Linked DNA regions of Mus musculus: region 2 is linked to region 1. Evidence: chromatin contacts called from public HiChIP or PLAC-seq data. All regions are on one chromosome and are shown on one strand. Each heading gives the region's core, a stretch centred on a gene start, on an enhancer-like site or on the middle of the called end of the contact. The rest is flanking DNA. Distances are from core to core; before and after follow the strand shown. Region 1 overlaps Prtg (protogenin). Region 2 has its middle 8.6 kb from the start of Gm27204.

The links. HiChIP or PLAC-seq counts read pairs in DNA pulled down with a chosen protein or histone mark.
Region 2: an H3K27ac HiChIP or PLAC-seq map of embryonic stem cells shows a contact between it and region 1, with 7 read pairs. The contact joins two enhancer-like sites. A contact is called at or near these places in 1 of 115 datasets of contacts at active chromatin or transcription factors (embryonic stem cells) and 4 of 9 other capture datasets (adipose tissue, embryonic stem cells, liver and 1 more).

The regions. Positions count from the first base shown.
Region 1 is chr9:72,909,544-72,913,782 of GRCm38.p6, reverse strand. It overlaps Prtg (protogenin), which reads right to left. Exons shown (of 20, transcript NM_175485.4): 19 at 3,042-3,146; 20 at 1-1,879. The coding sequence ends at 1,481. Among named protein-coding and RNA genes, the nearest start is that of Pygo1, 14 kb to the left of the region's middle. Within about 2 kb of position 1,527, at least 23 of the 459 cell types and tissues checked have an H3K27ac peak or open chromatin away from gene starts, as enhancers often do. A contact at or near this core is called in embryonic stem cells, where this site is marked.
Region 2 is chr9:72,786,117-72,789,840 of GRCm38.p6, reverse strand. No RefSeq gene overlaps it. Among named protein-coding and RNA genes, the nearest start is that of Gm27204, 8.6 kb to the right of the region's middle. Within about 2 kb of position 1,895, at least 6 of the 459 cell types and tissues checked have an H3K27ac peak or open chromatin away from gene starts, as enhancers often do. A contact at or near this core is called in embryonic stem cells, where this site is marked.

The sequences.
Region 1 (4,239 bases), core at 278-2,777:
CAGTGTCAGGCTTTCGCAATAGATGACACTGGGGTGATAACACCATTTGGCAGGACCTGCCTTGTCTGTGCATGGAGGGACGGTTTCAAGGGAAAACCCACGGAGGGCTTTTCTTTTAAAATGCAATTCAAAGCCACTTCCAAAAAAATTTCAGGGAGGGCAAAACTCATGATTTTAAAAGGCTAAGGACTTGTTTCTTCTTTTCACAGCTCAGTCTTTGTCCTTCCCACGTGGCTCGGCACCTAGCATGTTGCCTTGTGACGGAGAAGGCTGCCGGATCAGAAGAGGAGACAATTTGTTGATTTTAAACCAGAGAATGAACTCGCTTCTGGAGTGTTAGTGGGCTACGAAGCCAGAGTTCAGCCGCCAGGGTGATAGGGAGCAAACCTGAGCTTCAAAAAGAGAGCAGCTTCATCAAGGTGCCAGATAGCACAGCTATCGCTAAGATCCAAGCTTTTTTTTTTTTAAGGCAAATTTTTGGTACCTTTTTTCCTAAACATCTTCGTGAATATTAAAAAGGTATAAGGCAAAATTTCTCACAATGGAAGGCACTGCTATTATGAAAACCTCAAGTCTGTCTTAATCTCTACTGTTTCGTTTATCTTCATTCTTAATATTTAATAACATTTCTTCTTTGCCCCATTTGAAGCCAAACTGAGATTTTAAAAAAGAAAATCTGAACCATTAAAAAAAAAATCCACTTTCCTACATTGTATTTTGCAGCTAGCTCTGTAAACTTTGAAAACGTTCCACAAGACAGCGCAGCCCTTGGCCGGCTGTGGAGCAAAGGGAAAGGTGGTTTTGCAGGCTGAGGGCAGGCTGATGCAGGCTGGAGCAAAATTCTCCTGCTCTGGTGTCCCAAACCCAACAGCTTTGCAAGGACACGATCCCCTATGTACTATGGAATGTTCTCTTCTCCAAAGAGACGTATTTGTTTCTTCCATTCAAATAAATATACTCCCATATTTTCTCCTCACAGCCAGAGGTGTTACATTATCACGGTTCTTTAAAAAAAAAAAAAAAAAATCAGAGCTTCAGATCAACATCTTTCCTCTCCTACCTATCGGACTCCTTCAGTCACACACAGCACACACACAATGGACACACAGCGTCACTAGCAAGTCCCGCTGGTTATGCCACTGAGAGAAACCAGCACTCGAAGAAGGCAGCACAGTTGTCTTCAGAGTCTGCCCACAGCAAACTGAGGTAGCTATTCAGCAGAGGGCTTAGGCAGTCTTCCCTCCGCTCCAGTGATTTATCTTAGAGTCCAGTCAAGCATCTTGACTGCCCTTTTTCACATTGTTGACAGTTGAAACATTCAAAATTCGTAAGCTTAAAAATAGTTTAAAAAAAAAGATAAAAAACAAACAAACAAAACAAACAATAAACAGTAAGACATCAAGATTTTCACAAAAGGCTTTGGCTCCCTGCTCATTGTCCTTCGAACAGGTGCTTGTTGTGAATCCCTGAGCGTGGCTGTCTAGACCGGAAAACCCTCGGCAGCATATCGCAGCCCCGCAGATGTCTGCGGAGCTGAGGTCTGCTCAGCTGGCAAGGGCTGCGCAGGGTCTCCGTGCTTCTTCGGTGCAGCATCCCCATCAGAATCGCCACCAGCGAGGGGATTCGAGGTGGGGGGCGTGCTGCTGATGACGGAGGACAGGTGTATCTCATCATTGGACTCATGGGAAAACCTTCCGGAATCCCCTGTCTCATGGCTGCCTTCACTGTTCGCTGAATGCTCTGTGTCAAGGGCAGTAGCCCCAAAAGGTCTTGGGAAGCTGGCGGTCTGGCCTGGGGAGCCGGGGGAATCTTCATCGCTGATCAGCACGGTGGTGCCCGGCTGGTAAAAGCAGACGGCCTGAGTAAATCTTCTTTGAGTCTAGGCAAGAATAGATAAGGTAGCCATGAGATAGCAAATAGTTCAAGTTCGAGAACAAGTTCCAGAACTCCCATTGTGCTGGCGGGAGTGGTGCAAGCCTTTAATCCCAGCATTTGGGAGACAGAGGCAGGCGGATGTCTGAGTTCAATTCAAACCAGATCCATTGAGCTAGCTACAAAACAGAGAAGGATACACAAAGAAACCCTGTTTGGAAAAGCTAAAACCAAAAACCAAAACAAAATAAACAAAAAAAAGGCATGTCATAAATGGACTGTCTGTGTGATCAGTGGCTCCCCCTAGGTGACTGGGAGCACTTCTGAACTAGAACCTTCCTTGGCAGGTCTGGAGAGATGGCTCAGCCACTAAGACCACATTTTGCTCTGATAGGACACCACATCTGGTGATTCACAATCATCTGTTACTCTAGCTCCAGGTGATCCAACACCCTAGGCTGGCCTCCTAGTGCTCTGTTCCCAGGGGCGACTAGTTACTGGCACACATATGTTAACTAAAAAGACAAAACAAAACAAAACAAAACAAAGACTTAAAAAAATAACAAGGCGGACTGTGGTAGCACAGGTTTTTAATCCCAGCACTCCAGAAGCAGAGGTAGGTGGATCTGTGAGTTAGAGGCCAGCCAGAGCTACTCAAAGAAATCCTGGCTCAAAACCAAAACCAAACCAAACCAAACCAACACAAAAAAACCAAACCAAACCAACCCCCCCTCCCAAAAAATGGAACCAAACCAACCAACCAAATAAAAATAACAAGCCGAGGTAGAGGCAGGCGAATTTCTGAGTTCGAGGCCAGCCTGGTCTACAGAGTGAGTTCCAGGACAGCCAGGGCTATACAGAGAAACCCTGCCTCGAAAAACCTAAATAAATAAATAAATAAATAAATAAAAAGAAAAAAATAACAAGCCCTTTGGTTATTCCGATATAACTCCTTATATCCCTCTCTTCTAAGTCTTCACACCCCACTGAAAACCACATCTCAGATTACTGTCCGAACTTTCTTTCCACCCACCACAGCTCTCCACTGTCAGAATCGAACCAGGTCAGTCAAAACCGCTTCATTTACACCCCCCCCAACTCCCTGTATTTCTAATTATCATTTCTTATGCCGCAGACTGTAAAGGATTCTCCTCACATGGGTGGATTACCTGTTCAACTTTGATTTTCTTAGTGTCTTGGAAAAAAAGCCACTTTTTCTTAGTGTTGTTTTTAATTATAGGACCGTAGCTATTGATGATCAGGTCAGTCCCTCCCTGGGGAAACAAAAAGGGAAAGTATCTCAGTGTTAGACAGAGATTTCAGTTTCGAAAGAAGTACACAAAGATTTTATATATCCAAAGGAGACAATGGTCACATATGGTGACCTCTCCTACATGGGGAAAAAACATATATATTCAGGTCATTTGTTTGTGATCAAAAACATATTGGAGCCGGAGTGATGGCTTAGTGGCTCAGAGAACCAGGCCTCTTCTTCCAGAGGACCCGGGTTTGATTTCCAGCGCACACACATGGTGACTCACAGTTATCCATAACTTTAGCTTAAGATACACACAAGGCACATGTATGGTGCATAGACATGTGCAGACAAACACCAATACACATCACAAGAAAAAAATGTCAGATTTATTCATTTATTAATTTAATTAATTAATTAATTAATTTTTAAGACTGGTCTCCCTATGTAGCCGGTGCTGGCCTGGAACTCATGGTCTTGGCTCCTCGGCCTCCTGTGCACTAGGGGATGAGAGGAATGTCCTACCACAGCCAGCTTGGTTTACTCCGTACCTACCCCCAACCCTTTCTCCCTATGTGCTTATTTAAAATTACTTCCTATCTTTTTTAAAGGCTCTGAGCACAATGAACTATTTGGCATAAAGGGTAGTTCTGATACCATTTTCTGTTACAGAAAGAAAGCATTTGGAATTATGATGAGATGTTAATGATTCAACCTTTTTTTACGTGACTAAAATATCTTAATAGCAGTAGAGAGAAACAATGTCCTGGATCCATGTTTAACCAAAAGTGAGGTGTCATCTGCAGGCCAACCGATGGGACTGGCCAGCCGCCAGCTGCTCTCCATCTTTGATGTTAGACTTGCTGCCTCGCCTCTCCATTTTCTCCTTTACTATGCCTCTCCCCTATCTTTTCTTGCATCTGCTACCAAACTGATGATAAGAGAACCACAATAAGTGCTAGTGTTTAGAAATTTTGGATTCTAGGGCTGGGGACAAGGCTCACTTGTACACTGCTTGCTTAGTATGAAGCCAGTCCTGGGTCTGATCTCCAGAACCATGTAAACAGGGTGTGGAGGTGCAAGCCTGTAACCCCAGAACTCAAGAGGTAGGG
Region 2 (3,724 bases), core at 646-3,145, 120 kb after region 1:
AGAAAGAAAAAAAGAAAGGAAGGAAGGAAGGAAGGAAGGAAGGAAGGAAGGAAGAAAGAAAGAAAGAAAGAAAGAAAGAAAGAAAGAAAGAAAGAAAGAAAGAAAGAAAGAAAGAAAGAAAAGAAGAAAAGAAAGAGATGGCAGAGGGAGGGAGGAAGAGAGAGAGAGAGAGAGAGAGAGAGAGAGAAGGAAGACCACATTTATAGAACATCTAATCTCTACCTATCTCTTCCTCAGTGTTGGGTGTTGGTCAGGAAATCCCCTTCCCCTCTCCAATACAAGCTGTTCATTGCATGCTACAGCTGGGTGTAAAGTCCCTGTTGCTGACAGCATTGTATACTTTGGTTGTAGGACAGGGAGAATTAGGCGGGAACTGAGTTAGAAGCCCCACTACCCACTGACTGCCATTCATAGTGCTAGAGGGCAGGGCACAGCTGCTGGAGGACTGTTACCACTGGTCCTACAAAGCTATGAGCCCACATGTCAACAGTAGCAGCATGCCAGGCCAGGTACGCACACTGATGTAATGGCGGCCCAGCTCTTATGCATACAGTGAACTATTTTTCAGGACTTGATGCCTGCTCCACTGGAGAGAACCTGAGGTTGGTAAGTATGTAAGTAGGAACAAAAATCCGGGGTCATAGGTCGTGGTGGGGGAACTACTAGTGTTTTGTTGAATGGATTCTACGTGCTTGTAAAGTCACAATATATTACTGCTGCTGTCAGCCTTGGTCAGTGAAGCTTCTTTTTGCAGTGGATGGTGGTTGCTATGGAAACTCATAACCGGTCACTCTTCTGGGAATAAATGCTTGTTGCTGTGGCACAGTGACATTTATGTCACCTTCTCTGAGCTTAGAGAATAAATACAGGGGCAGGAAGAATGGAAAAGCCACAAGAAGGAATAGCATGTTGTGTGGCTTTCCCTCTGAGTAGGACAGGATTTTTATCCCTTCACGTTGTTATTGCTGTTTGTTTGTTTTTTAAAGTGGTAAACTTCATGTGATGTGATTATATTACAATATTTAAGAGCTTTATTTATGTATTTATTTATTATATACAAGTACACTGCAGCTGTCTTCAGACACACCAGAAGAGGGCATCAGATCCCATTACAGATGGTTGTGAGCCACCATGTGGTTGCTGGGAATCGAATTCAGGACCTCTGGAAGAGCAGTCAGTGACCTTAACCGCTGAGCCATCTCTCCAGGCCAAAAGATTTATTTTTAAGTATGTGTCGGAGTTGGGAGGTGCCCATGTTGTAAGCACTCGTGGATGCTGGAAGAGTGTGTAAGATCCCTTAGAGCTGGACTAACAGTTGATTGAGAGCCACCTTTACGTGGGTACTGGGAACCGAACCCAGAGCTTCTGAAACAACAGCAGGCTCTCTAAACCCTGAACTCCCTCTAGTCCTGATCATGGACCTCTTAAACTGAGTACCTGGTCTCATCAGCATGAGAGCATGGCTCTCATGAAATGGGGTTTACTGACAATTCCCTCTTGGAGAGGTAGGAAACACGTGAGCCCTCACCCTTCCCCAAGGACATGTGAGGTGGGATGAGAATTTAGGTGTTATAGTTGCTGGTAGATTACCCGATGCCTTTCTTGCATTCATGTATAACCCCAAATTAACTAATTGGTTACCAAGCAAGGCTTGAGTGGAAACCTTTGTTTGCTCTGCCATTGACCCCTCTAGCTGGTGTGGATAGAAATGGACCCTCGGGGAAAGTCACATTCAAGCAGTTTGCCTTATAGGCTTGTCCTCTGATGACTCTAAATAGAGTTACTGACTTTTAGTTTGTAGACATTTTTTTCTTATGGGAATGGATGTGAAGGCCTCCAAAGCAAGAAGCAGAAGTCTCTAGACAGCCTATTGGAATAAGAAAGAAGCAGATGGCCCAGAGGAAGGAAGTAAAGAAGCAGGCAGTTGTAGGTCTTGTATAGTGGGAGTTTCTCCTGTCTGTAAAGCTCTGCCCATGAAGGGATTTAGAAACAAGCTCCCTACCTGTGCCCTCCATATCTTACCTTCTAGGGAGGGGCCTGAAGAGGAATTTCTCACCCCTGTATCCATTAGCTATAGCCAAGGTCCTAAGTTTACATAGTAAGGATGTAACTTTTCAAGTCTACCCCTGGGAGCTGGGAAGGGGTCTTTTTTTTTTTTTTAAAAGATTTATTTATTTATTATATGTAAGTACACCATAGCTGTCTTCAGACACTCCAGAAGAGGGCGTCAGATCTTGTTACAGATGGTTGTGAGCCACCATGTGGTTGCTGGGATTTGAACTTCGGACCTTTGGAAGAGCAGTCGGGTGTTCTTACCCACTGAGCCATCTCATCAGCCCAGGGGTCTTTTTAAGATGAATAGGAGCACAGGAAATATCCACCCCACTGTTAGATGTCCTTGCTTGGAGTCTCTTGTGAGAAGGGAGGGAAAAAGACAGCTGATGGATAAAAAGTACCATTACTGTCCAATTGCAAGAAGATGGAGACTGAAAAAATAAACTGGCTTTAATTTATTAATTAGCTAATTAATTAATTAATTAATTAATTAACTTTTTGAGACAAGGTGTACCATGTCCGTGGCTATAGCAGGGGATGGCTTTGAACTCCTTCCCAGTGCGCCATTACAGTTATGTATCACCAGACATGGTTCATGTGATGCTAGGAGATTGAACCTAAGGCTTCAGGAATACTACCAAGTATTTTCATTTATTTTTGTGAACTGAAGACCAGGCTCAACACCTTACAATCTACTAGGCCAGGGCTCTACCTCTGAGCAATGCCAGTGGCTTCAAATGTGTTCGGTTACCAAAGACTGAAGGGAAAGCTGCTGGAGGAGGCAGAAAGACAAGGTTACAGAGCAAGGGGCTGGAGAGATGATGGCTCAGTAGTTAAGAGAGGTCCCCCAGAGGACCAGAGTTCAGGTTCCAAGCACCCATGTTACATAGCCTCAGCTTCAGGGGTTCTGGTGCCCTTTTCTGTATTCCATGGGCACCACACTAACATGTTCACATGCACACAATTAAAAATAAAATAGTTCTCCACCCTTCCCATGCAGGAGAGGGGAAGGAAAGACTGTAGGAGTCAGAGGGGGTGAAGGACACCAGGAGAACATGGCCACTGAATCAATTAAGGAGGGCTCATATGGGCTCTTGAGTCAGGAAAACGAGGCCTACAAGGGCCTGTACCAGGTCCTCTGAGCACATTAGCTTAGAGTTGTTGTGGGAGGGACCCCCTAATAGTAAGAACAGCTGTCTCTGACTCTTTCATCTGCTCCCGGGACTCTTCCTGTTGCATTGGTTTTTTTTGCTTTGTCTTACCTTATCTCGTTTTGTCCTGTTTGGTTGGTGTCTCTGAGAGGCTTGCTCTTTTCTGAAGGGAAATGGAGCAGGAGTGGATCTGGGGGAGAAGGGTGGTTGTGAGGAGCTGGGAGGAGTGGAGGGAGGGTCAGGATATACTTGAGAGGAGCATCTATCTTCAGTTTTAAAAAAAGTATACAGAATGGGGGAGCTGGGTAGAGAGATGGCTCAATGGTTAGGAGCACTCCCTGATCTGGCAGAGGGTCTAGGATCTCCTAGTACCTGTATGGTTGTCCACAACTATCCTTAACTCCAGTTCCAGGGAATCTGATGCCCTCTTTTGAATTTCACAGACACCATACATGCGTGTGGCATACACATACATACATGCAAATAAACTATTCATACCCCTAAATTAAAAATAAATA